Linked DNA regions of Mus musculus: region 1 is linked to region 2. The links are chromatin contacts, called in public HiChIP or PLAC-seq maps. All regions are on one chromosome and are shown on one strand. The core of a region is the stretch at or near the end of the contact, and the rest is flanking DNA. Distances in the headings are between cores, read along the strand shown.

The links. HiChIP or PLAC-seq counts read pairs in DNA pulled down with a chosen protein or histone mark.
Region 1: a contact with region 2 is called in a FOXA1 HiChIP or PLAC-seq map of pancreatic cancer cells. The contact joins the enhancer-like site here to the promoter of Cpvl in region 2. A contact is called at or near these places in 2 of 39 promoter capture datasets (the 3T3-L1 cell line and macrophages), 2 of 484 Hi-C or Micro-C datasets (cerebellar granule neurons and cerebellum), 3 of 115 datasets of contacts at active chromatin or transcription factors (the HPC-7 cell line, embryonic stem cells and pancreatic cancer cells) and 2 of 9 other capture datasets (adipose tissue and macrophages).

Annotation. Positions count from the first base shown.
Region 1 is chr6:54,114,475-54,117,768 of GRCm38.p6, reverse strand. The region is part of intron 1 of Chn2 (chimerin 2); the gene reads right to left. Among named protein-coding and RNA genes, the nearest start is that of 9530036M11Rik, 36 kb to the left of the region's middle. Within about 2 kb of position 1,273, at least 94 of the 459 cell types and tissues checked have an H3K27ac peak or open chromatin away from gene starts, as enhancers often do. A contact at or near this core is called in the HPC-7 cell line, adipose tissue and pancreatic cancer cells, where this site is marked.
Region 2 is chr6:53,976,593-53,980,110 of GRCm38.p6, reverse strand. It overlaps Cpvl (carboxypeptidase, vitellogenic-like), which reads left to right and starts at 1,438. Exons shown (of 13, transcript NM_001289713.1): 1 at 1,438-1,476. 4921529L05Rik (RIKEN cDNA 4921529L05 gene) reads right to left here and starts at 1,420. Exons shown (of 4, transcript NR_110484.2): 1 at 1,316-1,420.

The DNA.
Region 1 (3,294 bases), core at 24-2,523, 140 kb before region 2:
GATAGAAGCCTAATCATCAGATAATCGCAGTGGCTAGAAATGCATCCCATATCCTGGGCACTTGAACATTTAGCCCCTAGTTAGTGGCATTGCTAGGGAGTACAGACCTGCTGAGGGACATATACCACATGGGTGGTCTGTGATGTAGGCCTGCCTCCAACCTTGCTCTCTCGACCATCATGGACTCTACCACACTGGGACTGCAAGCTGACATGAGCTTTCTCTTCTGTAAGTTGCCTTGGTCATGGTGCTTTATCACAGCCAGGGGAAGTAGCTCATACTGCCATGTAAGTGTCCTAAAAGCCCGGTGGTGGTTTTCACTTCTGTGTTCTGAATGTGAATAAGGAAGCAGGTATAAATAGATGACGTAATCAGAACAGTTAGCTTCAGCTACTATCATGTGTCCTTAGGCACACTAGTGTATGCATTGCTATCTCTCATGCCTTGTAGAATTGCAGAATCTCCACTTTGGAAGGCATTTGCGAACTCTGCTAGCTCTAGGTCCCCTGTGAGCGGAGGCTGTCCCAGGAGGCTGTCTAATGATTGATTCCTCTACCTCCTCTGCTCCTCATGGGTCCTGCTGGTAGGAAGCTGGACAGAGAACAAGTACATGGGTGCTGCAAGAGGGCGACGCTTCCCCTTTATCTCCCTCCTGCCTGCTACATGTTGTATACCTCATCTCTGGGGCCTCCACATATTTATGGTTCCCTAAGAAGAGGAACCATAACGCACATCAGGGTGTTCTCCAGGGGGAAGATACTGCAATACACTTATAAAGAGCGTCTAATGTACTTCCTGGCTGGGCAGGAAACAGACTCATCAACTTTCACCTGGACACCAGGAAATAGACTGTGACAGATTGATGGTACCTTTATAAGCTGGATAATTGCCATTAGAAGATCCATAAGCAAAGGATCAAACACTGACCCTTTATAATCATCATTATAGTGCAAGAAGTCTCTGACCTCCGCCCTGTGCAAACTCAAAGTCCTCTCACTGAGACTGAGAGGTGATTGAGTCCCGATGAGGCTCACTGCGTCATACTTAGAAAATGGAGAGCTGAGATGCTGGGAAGATGAGCGATCCTCTTGGGTGACATCAACAGTCTCATACACAGCAGGATCCAGCTTCCCGACAAGACACACAGGGATGGGTACTGAGCCTCCGTTCAGATTAAAACACTCACAGAGAGAGCACAGAGACATATAGGTGAGAAAGGAGTTCTGCTCGTCTCTGCGAGTGGTGTGAGTCAGCAGCGCACTGTGGTTGCCAAAAAGTGGATGTGGTCTCAGCCAACATTAATGGGATGCAATATTTAGACAGTGGCTCATGCTGGGTTTGTACTTCATGTGAAACAGACCACACCAGAGGTTCACCCTCAGTTCCTGACCTCGCTCTAAGAGACACACGGGAAAACTGAAGTGTGGTAGGGAAGAAAGGACTAGAAAGTCCCGTGAGGGCCTGGAGATACTTAGTTTGGAGGATAGATGGCTTCTGTGGAACAAGAGGCCATAGATATTGACATGAGAAATTGTCCTGCAAAGGATGCTCTGCTTGCTCTATGAATCACCTATGGCTGGACCTAGCTCAACAGCAGGCATGATGGGTGAGCAGATTTTCATGAAAGAAAAGACCATCCAAAGAAATGGACTGTGGATGGGAGAAAAGTGTGCAGGGAGCTATTCAAACAGAGCCCAGCAGGCTCTAGAGAGACAAGCAGAGACCAGATGAGTTGGATCCGATCAGTAGTCTGAAAATTGTATTCCTCTGGGGTGCCTTGAGGAGAAGGGATGAGGAGTATCTAGCTGCAGCTCGAAAATGGGAGTAAATGTTGGTCAACTAGGAGGAGGACACCATAGAGCACACTTGGGTGCTAATCCTGGGGAAGATGATGCAGACAGTTGTAAAGGGGAGCTACTGTGCTTTCTGGCCAAGAGGTGGAGAGTCAGACTCGCCCACCTTGTATCTCTCTGCTTCCTACTGCAAGCAGAGCAGTTCCCCAATCTGCCCCCACAAAGAACTCCCACAAAGGAAAGGTTGTATGCAGCCACTGGACTGGAGAGTTCCCATTGGACTCTGCCGTTCCAGGATTTAGTGATGGTGAGATGGCTTCTGGGGTGAGGTAGGTTATCTTGCAGCCAGAATCCCAGGGGAGATCTACGCTGTGCTTGTTCATTTTCTGTTGTCACATATAAATTAATGCAAATGTGAGAGCTTAAATCAGCATCCACTTTCTAATTCACACTGTCTGTAGACCAAAAGTACAGGTAGGGTGGAGCTGGGTACCTAGCCTGATCCCGAAGGCTGACATCAAGTTGTACCTGCATTGTGGTTCTCGGTGGAGCTAAGAAGCCTCTTCCGAAGGTCACCTAGCCAGGTGTTGGCAGAATTCATCTCCCATGCCTGATGACCAAGGTCTCATTTCCTTCTAGCTATTGACCAGGATCCACTGTTAGCTCCAAAGGCCACTCTCAAGTCCTTGCCACATGTCCTTTCTCACAGATGATCACAATATGGTTTTTGTTTGTTTGTTTGTTTGTTTGTTATTGTTCAAAAGAAGAGACACATAAAAATCTTCCACTTTACATCTCTGTTTTAGGGGAGGCCTACATCCCCTTTTAAGGACACACACATGATTTGGTTAGGCCCCACCAAGCCAGTTTCCCTTTGACTGGAAAATCAATGGATACTTATGATCGTTAAAGGAAAAAGGAAATCTTTTTCTCCGATGTAACATGTAATGTAGCCAGGAGAGTGAATACCAATCCAACTTACAGCCCTTGCCACACTGAGAGGGGGTTCTCTTAAGGTGTGTATGCCAGGGGCTGAAGTAATAAGAATATCATAGATTTCCACTTATATCTCCCTTTTCCACTCAAGGCTTTTACCCTCAGGTGAGCCATTCTGAAACTCTATCACCTTGTCTATACATTAAGGATGATGACTCCCCAAGGGATGGCTATAGATTTATATGAAATTGTACACAAAGCACTTGCAACTGTCACAGGCCCTTGTAGGCTGCCAGGCCTTGTTAGCAGGCACTCGTGGCACTAGAAGAAATGGCTGAATTCACTGGTGTTTGCTCTTCCGCAGGCCAACACGCTCTACACATGAGTGGAAACGTGGACAAGGCCTCCAGGGAGAGGTGGCTTCTGTTTCCTTTCTGCTAGCCAGCCATCCTCTCTGCGGCCACTTCCATAGCTCGGTTTTAATCTCCTCTGGCACTTCAGGTGTCTACTGTTCACAGCCATCCTTCCCTGCTCTGTGGAGTCATTTCTCCTGTCTTTCTCTGTG
Region 2 (3,518 bases), core at 189-2,688:
TAGCAATGGGCTCTGGGGGAGAGAGACCTGGTTTGTGACATTGCCAATATCTATGGTACAGTACTGCTGACATAGCTGATGTCAAGCTCCCCAGAGCTATGGATCACACTTGGCAAATAATGCTCCGAAGGAAGCCCTCATACAGGCTGCCAACTGTTAAGTCTTGTCAAATCCTGGGGCAAATGGCTGAGGTGTCTAGTTACCATGTCAAACTGGACCTGGCCGTCAGGTTCTCTCAGCATTCCTCAGTCCCTGTTTCTTAGGAGGAATGGCTAGCCTAACCCATCTCCTACCCTAAGCCTCCAGTCCAGGGGCTTCCTTCCTCCAGCTGCCAATCATTTTGATTACCTGGTCCCCCCATTTGTTCTTTACTCTCATGGGTCTCCTGGCTGCTGCCCCTGGGTTCCCTTCTCCCTCTCCCTTCCCCTCCTCTTCTCCTTACGTGGCCCAGCTTAGTCTGGTCATGTCCACCCTAGACTCTCCCAGATGTCCCTGCCTCTGGCTATATGCTCCCTTTTATCTACAATAGATTTTCTCCTTCAGCATACCTGGGGCCAGTCATTTTATTTCTTTTTTTCATTTACCCACCAGACACAGTGGGTAAAAGTGTAGCATAACTCTAAACAGAAGTTAGCACTAAAATAACCAGGCACTGATAAGTTTGGGGGTTGTATTTTAAACTCGTTTTAAAATATAACTCATCCCATGGTAAGTTCTTGCATTTGGGTTTTTAAAAATAGTATCTGTGTTAAAGAACTGTCTTCCAGGGTTCCCACAGATGTAACTAGCAACTGTGTGTCACACTGAGTGAGACACAGAGAAGCCGCTATCTAACCAAGGTCCACTGATGTATTCTGGTGGCAAATCTTCCCCAGAAAGACCAACCTCTCCAGATTCTATCTCTCTCTGTCTGTGTATTGTTCAACAATAGATCACTGAGACAGGCTAGTCCATTGAGACCAGAGTCAGAATATCTGAAGGATATCTGAATGACTGGAGCAGTGGGAATCAGATGAGAACAGGAACCATAAATATATCCCGGCTTCGAGTCTCGGCCCCACTATTCAATGATGGAGTCCTCCTGATCAAGTTGGTTCAGTCGTGTTTTTGTTTGTTTGTTTGCTTTGTTTTTAACACTCTCAGACATCTAAATTAGATCATATGAACACTTAATGTCTTCTGTAGTTCTACCTTGGCTCCTTCTCATTTATATCCATCAATGGCACACACGTTTGCTTAGTAATGCTTACATGTGTATTTGTCATAGATGCTAAGCAGAACCAGATACAAATACTATAAGGATAACTGGACTCACCATCCTCACTTTTATCCCAAGCCTTCTAAGTTACCAAGGAAAACCCCACGTTGAGCCTCTGAAGTTCTGTGGCTGTAGGTCGGGATACATCCCAATAGAATTTTCGAGAAAAAAGAACAAACAGAACCTTATTCCTAGGAAACGCCAGAGGTCATAACCAGGTAGCTATGAGGAATAAGGAACAAGCCCCCTGCTTTTTGTTGTGGCTATCAGTTGCTTTGTTTTGTTTGAAGGAAAATCAAAATATCAGAAAAACTACTCTTTTGTATTTACAAGATTAATTGTTGTTGGAAACTTAGAATTTTATATGAAGTATAAAGCAAGGAGGAAATAACTATATCCGCTCCAGGGGTTTACTCTTGTTTACCCAAAGCTTTGTCATCTTTTCCACGTGCTTCCCTCAATCACTTTATTGAGTGGTAACTTATTAATCTGGCGTGCTGCTGCAGATGGGGTGTGTTGTGTTCTTATCCTAAAGGCCATGGAGTTGAAGAGCTTGGTTTAACATAATGTATGACACATGGGCTCCAATGGTAACTTAGTGGTGGTTTATTTAGTGGTGGTCGTTATCTGACACATACTGGTGAACAGCCTTGATGATTTACTACTTTGGCTGGAGCACAGCTCATGTTTGTGTTCCTGAACACCAAGAGGACTCTCTTCCTCAAACCTGTTGTTATGATGGTTTAGACTGGAGCTTTCTATGTGCCCTTCGTATTCATTCAAGTAGGAATGTGTGGTCAGTAGACATTTTTTTCCTTTGCTTCTCTCTCTCTCTCTCTCCCCCTCTTCTTACATCTGTGAGTCACAACTTCTCTGTAGTATAGGTTTATTCATTCAGAGAGAACTCAATGTTTAATAGATGAGAGATTTAGTCCAATTTCGGATCAGCAAAAGCAACACAGGTCTCTTTTTCCTTTTTCTTTTTTTTTAAGTCACACTCCTCCATTCATGCTAATGGCTTTCATTCCCCTTAGGAGAGATGACAGCTGAGCAGTTGTGGAATTCTGTTAAATGAGAACTGTGAAATGAAGTATACTGTTGCCTTAATTCATTGACGTGGAGCACCGTGACTTTAGTAGTTACTTGATTAAATGTTAATGAACTCTGCTAAATTGACCTAATTCTTACTTTTGTGTACTAAATTTATGTCAATTAAAGCAAGCTTGCTTCCACCATTTTTTTTAAAAACATTGTTGAGTGAAGCTCTGCTCTCTGAGGCAGTGTTGTGACTATAGTGGTTGCTTAAATATTAATGGTGCCATTAAGGGGGCTGGAGGTTTGCTGCTGGAAGACAGGGAAACTAGACAGCAGGGTGGTTTCTTGTGTCTACTCAGGGGACCCTCTTCCTGGAAGAGTATTTTCTATTATTATTTTTTTAACACTATGCTTTTTTTATTTTCTGAATCAGTAGAATTGTTGATTTCAGCCATTCTTTGAAGATAGCTATGCTATTAAAGCCTTGGTGTAACAAATTCACATAATTAAAAACAATATCTTAACAATGCCATAGTGGCCATTACCCTTGGGCCTCTTGAGAACTTAATTTCAATTTCTAAAATCATTTGCTTCTTTATTATAGTCAATAACAGGCAAAATCATTTTTAGCTGTGTACTGTATTTGAGTGGGTTTATTTACATTAAGCATGAGAATTCTATTAAGTTAATCCTGAGAGATATGACAAGGGTCATATATTCAATCAAATTATGATTATAAACCCTTACCTCAATGGGAAAATGTTGCTGAGAACCCTTTTAAATTTTCCACAACCAGTATTTTGTATTATGCTAAGTTGGATTGTGTTAAACATGTGGTAAATAGATTTGTACACATTTTGCATTTTTAAAATGTTCTAATGGTTTGACATTTTGAAGCACAGAAAATCAAAAGCAGGCATTGTGTTTGCATAATTGTATATTTCCCTTTATAATCAGAAACCTGAGTGAATGGGGTATTTATTCACTGAACAATATTTTGTTTAACATTTAGCTGCCAGGGTTGTAATTCACTGTCAGCGTACTTGCATTGCTTGTGCAAGGGCTCTGGGTTCCATTCCCAGCTCTAAAATAAAGCCACTCCAACCAGAAGTTAAAACTAAGCGTAGCCATCATGCTTAGGTAGCAATGGTGTGGAGCCAGGGACTGGCAGGCGCAGCTGCTGTAATACCCTAGGCAAGGCTGGGATTAAGGTGGAAAGGCATCT